2 separate regions of the Mus musculus genome follow, and region 1 is linked to region 2. The links are chromatin contacts, called in public promoter capture Hi-C maps. All regions are on one chromosome and are shown on one strand. The core of a region is the stretch at or near the end of the contact, and the rest is flanking DNA. Distances in the headings are between cores, read along the strand shown. Region 1 has its middle 26 kb from the start of Krtap28-13. Region 2 overlaps Col4a3 (collagen, type IV, alpha 3).

What was found. Promoter capture Hi-C pulls out the DNA fragments that hold promoters and counts their contacts.
Region 1: a contact with region 2 is called in a promoter capture Hi-C map of the C10 cell line, with 2.3 times the contacts expected there. The contact joins two enhancer-like sites.

Annotation. Positions count from the first base shown.
Region 1 is chr1:83,083,271-83,089,608 of GRCm38.p6, reverse strand. No RefSeq gene overlaps it. Among named protein-coding and RNA genes, the nearest start is that of Krtap28-13, 26 kb to the right of the region's middle. Within about 2 kb of position 4,693, at least 7 of the 459 cell types and tissues checked have an H3K27ac peak or open chromatin away from gene starts, as enhancers often do.
Region 2 is chr1:82,714,132-82,720,238 of GRCm38.p6, reverse strand. It overlaps Col4a3 (collagen, type IV, alpha 3), which reads right to left. Exons shown (of 52, transcript NM_007734.2): 48 at 4,785-4,997; 49 at 4,050-4,227; 50 at 3,827-3,941; 51 at 2,234-2,406; 52 at 1-1,439. The coding sequence ends at 1,355. The region is part of intron 1 of C430014B12Rik (a long non-coding RNA gene); the gene reads left to right. Among named protein-coding and RNA genes, the nearest start is that of Mff, 7.7 kb to the left of the region's middle. Within about 2 kb of position 2,243, at least 2 of the 459 cell types and tissues checked have an H3K27ac peak or open chromatin away from gene starts, as enhancers often do.

The DNA of each region.
Region 1 (6,338 bases), core at 3,444-5,943, 370 kb before region 2:
AGCTATAAGGTCAGCTCAGGCCATGCAGAGCTCAGGTCTAGGGAGGAGGCAGGGCAGGATGTGAACAGAAGCCCAGCAAGGTCCTTTAGGTGCTTTGGGAAGATTTTGCTATGATATTGTTATGCCCATGGAACGGGGTTGGGAGAGAGGAACCGCAGAAAGGGCCAGGCTGAATGAAAGGCCCTCTGAGCATCATAGGCTCATTTAAGCACCTTGGTGACCTCATCCCGAATGGTTTAGGCCAAGGGCGGCCATAGGGTCTCCTATAGTCCCCGGGAACAAGGTAAACATCCTCACCAAGCAATGTTCACTCTTAACCAAAACTTTGGTCAGGTCTTTTCTATGGATGCTGTTTTTTCTTAATAGTGCATACTAACTGTACAATGTGCTGAGTTTCAGTGGAACATTGCTGTATATCCATGCACAGTACTTGATCTACCCACCTAATACACACACAGACTCAGACACACACAGATGACACAGACACACAGACACACGCACGCCCTTCCATGTTCTTGATCCCGTTCTCCCTCTCCATGCCCCCTTCCTCTTTTCTCTTTCCACTCTAGAGGGATATTTTTTGACTTAAGCAAAATATTTTCCCTTAAGCAAGACCATGTTGCAGGAGCTAGATCTGAAGAACTTAGAGAAGTCACAGTTGGTGGGGTTTTATAGGGAGGATGAGATAAAGAGATTTTACACAGTAGTAACTGGATTTAGAAATTTAGAGAAATGAAAAAAAAAAACATATTGGGTAAAAGTTAGGCAGCATAGAGAGGGAAGAGACTCATGAATGTTACTCCTAGCTCAGAGGCTATAGAAAGTTAATGGCTCCTGGGATGAGGACAGTCAGTTTTCTTCGGTGATATGGTGGTGATATGATCTGAAGGTAATAGGGGGCTTATGTTCTCATGAATGCTCCTATACCCATGTGCACATTGACAGCACTAACTGAATTCAGTGAGAACAAATAAATAAATAAATAAATAAATAAATAAATAAGAAGGAAAGGCAGACATAAAGTTGGAAGGACATTAAAAAGTGGCTATCAAGAATGAAGTGGGAAACAGAATGGGGAATATGATCTAAGCACAATATATGCACATATGAAATTACTGAAGGATAAACATAATTAAAAAATAAAATGAATAGCTTGAAAGTTTTTCTTACATAATGTACTTTGGAAAATACAAAACTTTAAACTGCCTCTACAAGAAATCCATCATTAAGATGTAAACATTTTAAATGTTTATATTTTTTCCAGTGCCGTGTGAACAAAGGCTAGAGATCACAAACACCTTTGCCTTACATCAGCTCCAATAGAGCACTGGGATCCTAGAATATTCAGATCTAAGACGAGAACTATCTCTTATGTGAATAAAATGAAGCCTACCAAACTTAGATGACTTATGTAGGCATGCCACTAATCACTGGGATGTCTGGCATCTCAGAAAACACTAATTCCCCAACTAACTCATCTTGCTAACCTAACATCTGAAGAATAACACACACACACATACACACTCATACACACACACACACTCTTAGCTCATTACCTATCAATAGACATTCTGAACATTCTAATATAAATCCACATTTAAGAGCAGGATGAGCATATCATAGTGAAATATTAAATAGTGTATTCTAAGAATAAAATTGGGCAGAGTTTAATAGCTCTTTGATACTTATTTCTGTATTAGGCTCCTCATAGAACCAATTGCCACTTGCCCTCAAGATGTCACCTCTGCTAAAGTTGAACTAGAGTCCTATGTCAAAATAAAATTAAGTATATAGAGCTCTCTCTGTCATTTATATTCTTTGTCATTTATATTCTCTATTTCATTTATATTTGCAAAAGTCTTTAGGTACATATATCTGTACCTCTCTTAGAGATAACAAAGCTAGAGAACTGAGTGACTTGTTTAAGGCTCCCCAACTAATAATGACAGATCTTGGCTCTGCATCCACCCAGATCCACCATCCACATGGATCTATGTTGCTGTCTGCTCATCTATACCAGCTATGGGGAGTATATGAGTGTGAGAAGACTTCTGGGTTCTGAGCACCACAGTAAGTGTTTGTTCTCGTGGGCTTTCTGTTGCTGTTTATAAGCACCATAACCAAAAGCAACCTGGGCAGGAGAGAGTTTATCTTACACATCTCAATCACTGGTCATCATTGAGGGAAGTCACCACAGGAACTCAAACAGGAGTAGAAGCAGAACCCATGGAGGGAAGTTGTTTACCAGCTTCACTTTTGTATAGAACCCAGGAGACCCCCCCAGAAGCGGCACTGCCCACAGAGAGCTGGGCCTTTGCACATCCATCATTAATCAAGAATGTGGCCCCACAGGGGTTCCAACAGGACTATTTGATGGAGGCAGTTCTATAACTGAGGTTTCCTTCCCCCCACCCCCAAGACTCTAACTTATGTCAATTTGACAAAAACTACCCAACACAGAAGTCAAGCCCAACCCCACACTGCCAGTCTGCAAGCGACCTCCGAGTTCGAAAGTGACCTGGTCTCTTCCTACACTTAACTGCTTTGCTAGACTTTGAGCTTTCTGATCTCGCTTTTGTCTGTTGCTGACCAAGTTTTACCAACTTCCCTAGGCATTGCTTGGGGTAGCTCAATCTTCTCTGAGGTCTTTGCTCTCCCTTCTCGGTGTTAGCTGCAGAAATTACAAACGGAAGGATTAACCTAATATTTTTTAGGTACCTAGGGACTCCCAGAGATAGGCGACAAGAATGTTCTCATGCTGCTGCAGTTGTAGGTGAGAGGGCAGGTTTGTGTGTTTGTGTCTATTTTCTTTGAGAGTTAGTCCATAGTTTTCATTGGAGTGTCCTTAAGGAAAATAAAACTCAAAAGATCTAAAGAAGATCTAAAGAATTCTTTCAAACACCTCTTCAAACACTTGAATTTTTTAGTTAAAAAAAATAGAATTAAAAAAAACAAAAAAAAAAAAACCTAATGCTTGTTCTTTTTAGTAATTTCCTAGCCTACCATGAAAAGGATTTTAACCAACCAGAATGTTCTGGAACAGGTAATGTACCCAGAATTCCTCTCCATTGCTTACTATGGTAGAATTACAGGATTCCTGTTATTCGGGCTGTGGATTCCCAGCCCTGATACTTCCCTCTTCTCCCCATTTGGATGACCATGCCCGACTGTATCCACGTACTTCTCATTCAGAAACCTAAGCTATAACTGTTCCCAGGCTCTTATCGCAGGTTTTCCTCTCCAGGCCTGACTGAGCAAGTAATTTCCTAATGCTGGGACAAATGCCAATCAGTTCTTAAAAAAAAAAAAAAAAAAGTTAAAAATCCCCCAAAGAAAAACCCAAACATATTGAGAAATGTGAAGAATGTGAGCCCAATTTAGTCTCCATGTCTATTTCCCCATCGATTCCAAGCTTCAAAAAGAAATGTAATGTTGATTTGGGCTGAAGGTAGTGAAATATTCAAATCCATCCACAGTCAAATTTCAATATATAAGCAACTTTAGCCATCAATAACTCAACATTAAAATCAGTGGAACACTAAGAATCGGACCAAGGTGTTAAAACGACTTCAAGGCAGTCAAGAGAACGTTGATCTCAAGCTATTCTTTATCAATGACTCGTAGGCACATATATGCTTTTTTTAGTTAGGTGAATCAATATTTTTCTAATTCCATACAGCATGTCTTCTAACCCTGGAAACAGGAGCATGTAGGCACATTCAGGGCGTCAACTTTCTAGCTCCTAATTCTCAATAATGGCCAAGTTTGGAGTCATATGCATCCAGCATGAAACCTAAGGTAAGTCACTGGCCTCAGTATGATTGTCTCCCAGTGTTTCCCAGGCTCAGAAGCATCCTACATCATGGCTAAGTTGCAGAAGCTCCTGCCAGTTCAGGGCTTCATAGCCTCCCAAAACAGGAAGTGATTTGTCACCTCAAATGTCCTATAAACTCTATCAAACCCACCCCTCACAACTGCACTTCTTCCATGAGAGATGAAGAGCAGAAACATCATCCTTTCAGAAAGCACCATGCAGCTACTGTCAGAAAGATGTTGGCATGGTTAACACTCACTTCTATGATGTTGAAGGTCCACTTTCATTGTGTTATGTGGATCTGGAAGTGAAGCAAGCAACAGGAGGCAAGATAAAGCCAAGATGATGCTGAAGCCAGGTGGGTAAAGGGCAAGCCAGTCCTTCCTATGACAGAAACAGAGAATTTCAAGGTAGCAATTAATGTAGGAGTAACTCCAGGTGGGCATACATTAGAATCACCATGTGGTTTGAAAATCAGCCTTTTCCTTTATGTAAGATAAATTCGTGTGGAATATAAAGAAATCCCATACTCTATTAACATATTTAATGAGCTCTTAACTGTCTGATAGGAGTTTGAGTTTGGATGTTGTTGCTGCTGTTGTTAGTTAGTTACTTAGTTAGTTAGTTTTTCTCAGTGTCCCATGAGCCTAAGACCCATCTAAGCAAGTGCTGCTGCGCAAACTCCTAGCATGACAAGCAATTCATATAAACTCTTATTCTAGCCTCTTATCATTGAAGCCTCACCCAATGGCTCATGGGTTATTAATTTCTAGAAGAAAGGAAAAGGAGGAAATTTTCTTTTCTGGTCTAGCAAACACACAGTGCTTACATTCCTCTAGTAGCAAATCCAGTCCTAAGTGATCTTTAAATATTAACTTATGAGACACAAAGCTTCCAGGCTCTGGGATTTTGAGGTAAGCACTCTTCCTGAGAGCCATGTTCCCCGCCCTGAGGATTTTATATTCACAGTTTAGTCTCCAGCTTCTCAGAAATATTTGGAAACTGTTCAAACCTATGTCTCAGGATTCTTATCTAAACAAAATTGTCTAATCTGTGTTCTGAGTCCATCTTCATAATTGTGGAGGATTGTGTATTAGCCCCATTTTATTCAGAGATGAAGTCCAAACTTAGTTAATAAATAAATCAAGATGAAAACCTAAGTCTGCCTGGCTCTAGAACTCATGTTCATTCAGCAACAGAACTGAGCATAAAAGGATGAACACATTGGTGCTGCTATGCTGCATTTCCTCAGTGTTGCGTAGCCTCCAGGCTCAAGATATCCAGAAATGCACTCTTTGTTCTATCTCACATATGGCCACATTGAGACTAGTAAATTTGAAAGTTGTACTAGTTGACAGTGAATTATCCAGGCAAAGGATCATAGCACTTGGACATTTGCAATGAAAGAAATAGGGGTATCTGATATTATATAATATTATACATATTTGTAATATATACTGTGCATATACAGTGACGGACGAATCTAGCAAAGACAGCCACGCTGCTTGCTCATGATGAGGCTGGAGTTCCTGGATTAACTTGTGGAGCTAGAGAGATGGCTCAGTGGTTAAGAGCACTGACTGCTCTTCTAGAGGTCCTGAGTTCAATTCCCAGCAACCACATGGTAGCTCACAACCATCTGTAATGGAATCTGATGCTCTCTTCTGGTGTGTCTGAAGAGAGCAACAGTGTACCCATATAAAATAAATAAATAAATAAATCTTTTAAAATGTGTTTAAGAAGAACCAGGGAAGGTATCAGAGATGACCATAACCCCAACAATGAGAATTAGAAGCCCAAATATCACAACAGGAACACATGGTCAAGTTGGGCAAGGCAGGAGCAGTCCAGAAATTTCTCCACTTAGCTATGCCCCATTATCACGCAAGACAATCAATGTCAATAAGAATGGTCTTTGTTAATTCAATTTCTCCAGATACTTTGGCAGTGTGTTTTCAGAGGCGTTTGTATATGCTAGCTCCCAAAGTGGAATATGATGCATTTCTCATGTGTATTTACCTATAGAACCATGCTTCTGTTCTTAAATAGGCATCTGTTATTGTCTTGTAAAACAGGAAGAAATAAGAAGCAGTGGGGCAGTGTTTCTCACATCCTCTCTCTCTGCCTCCACAGATGAAAAATCAATTCTTAACAGAGCTAGGTTGAGACTTCCCAAGGGATCCAGGGATCCAGGGATCCAAGCCACTCGGGGATCGTACCATATAAATGGGATCCTATAAGATTTCAGCACACACGAGGTGAAAAATGCATAAAAATGTGACTCTTGCCTTGCATAACTTTGCACTCTATGACCATGAACTCATTTCAAAGGGGTGGCAAGACCTTCTCTTCCGTGGCACTCTTAACACAGGCAACGTCTCCGTAACAATTCTGCTGGCTTCTTCCTCCCCTTTCCCAAGCCAGTCATTAAAAATAAAATGTGGCCAAGCCACATCATAGAAAAACAGATCAACAAAACCCAAAAGTACTCCAGTGTACATCAACATATATCCTCAAAAACTTA
Region 2 (6,107 bases), core at 994-3,493:
GGGAAAACTAAAACAGCAACCATAGCTGAGACTCTTTGTTTGTTTTCCGTGTAGGGAAGGGGGTGAAGCAGCAGAGGATGGGCTTCCTGCCTGCGTGAGAGTCTCCACACACGGGGTTTGTTATCTCCTTTGAGGGTAGATCAGAAGCAAGTCTCTCTCACTACCCCCTGCACCGCCGGTCCAGTCCAGTATATGGGAAATAGTTTGGAACTGAAGAAAACAACTTGTTAAGCTCAATTAAGTAACTGTGGAATGTATCTGTATACTTAAGAACATGTTTTAAGACATATAGCAGCTGTGTACAGTACAGTAAGGTTTTACCCAGTGGTCTCTTTCCACATGGTTGCGAAGAATCTATAACATAAAAATCATGGCGTACGTGTGTGTTTTCCAAAGGAAAAGTTATAAAACTAACAAAGGAACAAATCTGTAAATCCATGTTATGTACTGTTTAGAGCAAAGAAAAAAATGTTTGCGTCGGATAAACCTGATTATTTCCTGGTGAAATTATTTAAGGTCGGCGTTGATAGGAGTGGGGATAAAGTGCACATTTAGTAAGCAGTGTCCTTGTTACTTGTGAAAACAATAAAGAGAAATGTTTCAATGTATGTGTATGCCATCCTAGTAAAACCTAGTTCCCCAAGGGTAAACGTTTTACCAGCTTTGAATCTATTGACATAGTAAAAAGAGCTCAGTGAATAAGCAAATAGACATCGTCAACAAAACAGAAAACAAAACTACACTTTATATACAAGCCTGTTATGATTCGCTTCAGGAAGTTTCCTTTGGTCCTAGCCTTGTGCATATTTAAATGAGTCCTGAAACATCATGGGGCCTCATTTATTCTGTGTTCTAGCCCTTACACCACTCAGCAGCTCTGACCCTCCAGTTCTCTTCACGGTGTGCTTGATGGTATACTCCCTTCTCCTTCTGTAGTTGAAGTCTAAGGTGTCAGGGAGGAGATGGAAGGAACCGCACTCCTTTGCTCAGGAGTGGGAGACAAGGAACACACCGTGCATCCACAGGACAGACCTCTCTTAGCTTGTAGTTCAAGTTCCACACAATCAACATTTAGTCAGCTCTTTGGGTACAACTGGAATGTGATTTCAGCGATATTCTGTGGCAAGCTGTTGCCTTTCCACAGGGAACTTTGAAACCTACAGGTTTAGAGACCCACATCACAGACTAACGAATGAAATGCTTTCTTGTGTAGTGAAACTTTGCACTACTACATCTTTAAGGTTAGAGAGAAAGACCTAAGTAAATTCATGTTCTAAGTCATGACTTTGTTACTTAAGAAGGAACAAAAAAAAAAAAAAAAAAAAAAAAAACGGTTCTGGTTTCTTTGATTTCGTCAATGTCTTTTCTTCATGCACACCTGACAGCGGCTTATGATTTTCTCTAAGTCTCCAGCTTTCACAGTTGATGGAATAGGTTTTCTGAAATAAATACAAATGAAAGGACTCATTGATTGTGGATAAAATAGAATACTTACTTGCTTTGGGATTTTTAAATAAACATTGTAGATGACTTTATTCCAGAAACACCCCTCCTTGTAGAAGAGGAGAATTTCTAGAAAGACAATTTTATGTTTGTATATATAAACATTTATTGGTATTTTACATTTTCAGTGTGTTTCATCAGAATTCATAGAACATAGGCTTTCCTGCAAACTTACAGTTAATTTTTAACTATTTCTTCCCTTTAAATACTCCTTTTTTATTTTATTTTTAATTAGGTATTTATTTCATTTACATTTCCAATGCTATCCCAAAAGTCCCCCACCCGCTCCCCCACCCACTCCCCCACCGACCCACTCCCACTTCTTGGCCCTGGCGTTCCCCTGTACTGAGGCAGATAAAGTTTGCATGACCAATGGGCCTCTCTTTCCACTCCTAAGTCTTCAAAGATAAGACTTAAGTCCTTAAGATCAGCAGGTCAGCTAGTATTTATTTTCAGTACTTTACTATAAATCTATACATGTGTTGAATATGTTTAGTGATAACAAAATCACGTGGACATTTGGTTTTTACTGACACAGTGAGAAACAGACTCTACTTCTTGACTCCAAAATACCTCTATCCTGGGAGGATGAAGGTAAATAGGATTTTATTGTCAGGACCGAGAGAGTTAAGTATATTCATACAGAAGTACAAATAAAAAGCACTTGTAGGCAGCCTTTCAACAGCTCTAGAGTTGAGTCATCAGATTAAGGCCAACATGGCATAATTACCTGAACATTCTTTCTGGGTTCAGCGAAGCCAGCCAGAAACTGTAGGAGTTTGAGTAGTAGTTACATGTCCCTCGTCCATGGCATTCTATAAATGGACTGGCTCGGAATTCTTCCAGGCAGGAGCCAGGCGAGGCAAGTGCTTGTCCAGCACCCTCAGAGCCTGCACTTGTGAACTATCACAACAAAAAGATCTCAATGAAAACGCTGCCTGTTGGGGCTCAAATACAAGTTTCCCACATTTTGGCATGGGTAGGAAGCAGTAATAGAAAGCAACAGAAAAAAGAAAAGCCAAGAAAACACAGATGTCTTCTCTTCTATCTAGATGTAACACTCGGGGCATCTTCTAGGAAGAGATACAGCCATCCGACATCTATTGCCTATGTTTACCACTGGGATATGAGCTCCATGAGAAGAATGTGATTCCTGCTAGCCATCCTACCCTGACTGGTTGGAGCTCATGATTGCTGTTTTAAAATTAATTAATAATTGAGTGGACAGCTGTGTGTAAAGAGGGGGAATAATATGTCACAACAAGGCCTAAGTATGCAGCGTGTAAGTAGTGACATGCAGAGCAGCCTGCACTGTAGATGGCCAGTCTCTCCCCCGAATTTAGCATTAATGCCAGAACTTTTTAAAAGAGATTCTTCCTCATAAGAATATCAGAGGGGCACAGTACAAGGCACATTTTGTCACTTCATAAATGTGATACTTTAAGATAATTCGGTTTTTATTTATGAATCCACAGATGCATAAAAATATTCCTGTGGTTATCATAATAAGCATTACAGACAATATAAGAAAAGAAGTCATCACAGAAATGAGCAAAGGGGCATCCAATCTCTGTCATAGAGTGGCTACTTCTCTCTTGAATGCTAGTCAGGGATTTGTGGGAAATCTGAGGAGTATTTCTAATTTTTAAATTATATTTACTTATTTATTTGTTTGGTGTGTGTGTGAGATATTGTGTGTGTGTGTGTGATATTGTGTGTGTGTGATATTGTGTGTGATTATGTGTGTGATTGTGTGTGTGAGTGTGTGTGTGTACATGCATGCCATAGCAAAGGTATGGAGGTCAGAGGACAACTTGCGGAAGCTGGTTCCCTTTCTACCATGTCAGTCTTAGGGACTGAGCTCATCAGGCTTGGTGTCAGGGCTTTTGCCCACTGAGTCATCTTGCTGTCTTTTATTCAGTGCTTCATTACTTATCAACAGCATCAAAGTCGTCAGTCTTTTTTAGTGTATTTATTTATTTACTTATATATTAAGACTAGGGTTCTTATAGCCCAAGTTGGCCACAAACTTGTTATGGAGCAAAGGATGATCATGCACATCCGACCCTTCTGCCCCTACCTCCTGAATGTTGGGATCACTCTTTCTATGCACTGCTGGGGAATGGAACCTAGGATGTTGTGCATGCTACGTAAACACTACTGAGCAGATGTCCATCCTCAATGTTTCTCTTTAGGTGTATTTTCAGATCGCCAAGCATCTATATATTAACAGGTAGGGGACCACATTGTTTCAACACAGCCCAAGATTCTATAGGCATTATTCATAACTTGAAATGGGCTGAGGATTTTTTTTTCTTCTTACCATAATGAAAGAAAAACCTTTCCAGAGAGAAACCCAGTCCTGGGGACACGGAGGGATAGCAGTAGTTTGACTGTGAACAGCTATGGCCATTGCTGGACCTTCACAGACGGTGCATCTGTAAAATGAGACCAATAGCATGACAGCCACTTTCTACTGTTGCATTCCTTACAAGTTAAGTGATTCACTTGACTCTCTTGTAAAACACAGGGATTGAGTTTTTTACCTGCTAATATAGGGTTCGAGAGCTCTGCCACTAATTGGAGCCATGTCCATTGGCATCAGAGCTGGTGTTGACAGCCAGTATGAATAATCATTTCGTGATGCAAAGTTACATACATTATTGATGTTACAGAATAAGAACGGCATTGTGGTGAATCGCTGCAGGCAGCTGCCCAGAGTACCTAATAAAACATGAAGCTGAGTATCACGTCAGGTAAATTTTAGTTACTCTATCATTATTTAGAAACAGGTTAATTATCACATGACCTGTGGCAAACCTGGACCAAGAAACAAAACAAAACAACAAACCAGAAGAATTCTGTGGTAATGTAAAGCTTTAGGATGGAAGCCAAAGTCTCAAATGGGTATGCCAACCCTCCCCCCTAAGAATGCATTCAGTGGCTCTTTCTTCCTTCTTGGATAGAACTTGGGACCCGATATTGTTCTGCTGGGACAATGTCTTTGCTTTAGCTACTTCCAGGTATGCATAATAGCAAATAGCCAGGGGGAAGCTTTAGAAAAGATGAATGTGAGGATTAACAAGAGATAGATGGTGAATCTAGCTGCATTTCCTCTAGCAGTTTATACATCAGGATGAAAACTAAACCTTGGACCACAGTTGCTCTCTCAAATGCACCAGAAGATGCTAACATTGTTTACAGTGACCTTCAGGGGAAGCTCGAATCCTATAAATAGTGTACACTCAGCATCGTAAACTGCCTAGAAATTAGAACCTTACCTAGGTCTTGTCCATGTGCACGTTTGTTTCCTTGTACAAAAAGAAGAGAAAACCCACTATAGAGTGGCTGTGTTCCTTCAGGGCATGAAGGAATGGCCGTGGTTTGACTGTGTCGGGTGAAGATGAAGCCTCGCATTCTTGTACCAGTGGCCGGCGTTCCCCTGTCACCAGGATTTCCCTTTAAGCCTGGCAATCCATCCAGACCAGGTGGGCCTTTGAAAAACAAATTATACAGGTTGCAACATGACCAGACTCTCAAACATGTTTTCTAAAGTACTAATTTAAGTGTGTTTATGTGGCTGGTAAGCCTCAAATATGAAAAAGGAATCTTAGAGACGAGTGGGCTATAAAATGACTATGATGTTTTATTTTAATTGTCAAGTGGATTAAGAAACACTTAGGAGACTAGTAAGACATACCTAGGCGTGTCTGTGAAGGCGTTTCCAGAGATGATTAGATCATGGGGTTCTGTCCTAATGAATGGACTAATTCCTTAATGGATTTGTAGATAATGACTTTATTGTAAGGTAGTGAGAGGTAGGAAGTAGGGGTTTGTTCTTGGATACTCTATCTTGCCCTGACCCTTTTATATGACCTGCTTTCTGTCCTCTATGTAGTGAGCAGTGCTCTTTTACATCACAGCATCCAAATATAGAGCCAAACAACAATGGACTGAATCCTCTGAATCCAGGAGCCAAATAAAATTTTCCTCTTGGGCATTATTTATATCAGGTTTTTTATCACACAAACATAACTGATACAATGGAAAATTAATATTAAATATTAACCAGTTTATTACAGGATACTTCTTCTTCTTATTATTATTATTGTTATTGTTATTATTTTGAGATCAAGTCTTTCCTCATATTTGAATTCCCCTGAGATGCCTGGCATAATGTCCTGCATTTGATTTGTTGTGCTTCATGTATAGTTTTTATGAGTGAATGAATGGCTTGGCTTACGTATGTGTGTATACAGGGGGCCTAGAATCAAATAAACTATGTACAACTTATAAAGCTGTTCAGATAGGTAATAAAAATTGCTAAGCTTTGGTAAATCAGAAAACAATCATGTAAAACTTTGAAAGCGTTTCCTAGAGGTACAAACTTTGAAGAAAGTTTTGGATCCATGAGCAAGGCAAAGACTTCTTCTAGTTTAACAAAGGTCGTTTCCTTTATCTATAGGAGTTGCAAACAAAGTGGCATTTATGCTTTGCCTTTTCTGTGCAGTTGGAGAAGACTGATTCTCTTTTGTCACTTCCTAACTAAGACTCACTGAGTTATCTCTTTCCCCCTTCTTTCCTGTCCCTTCCTCTCTTCTTCG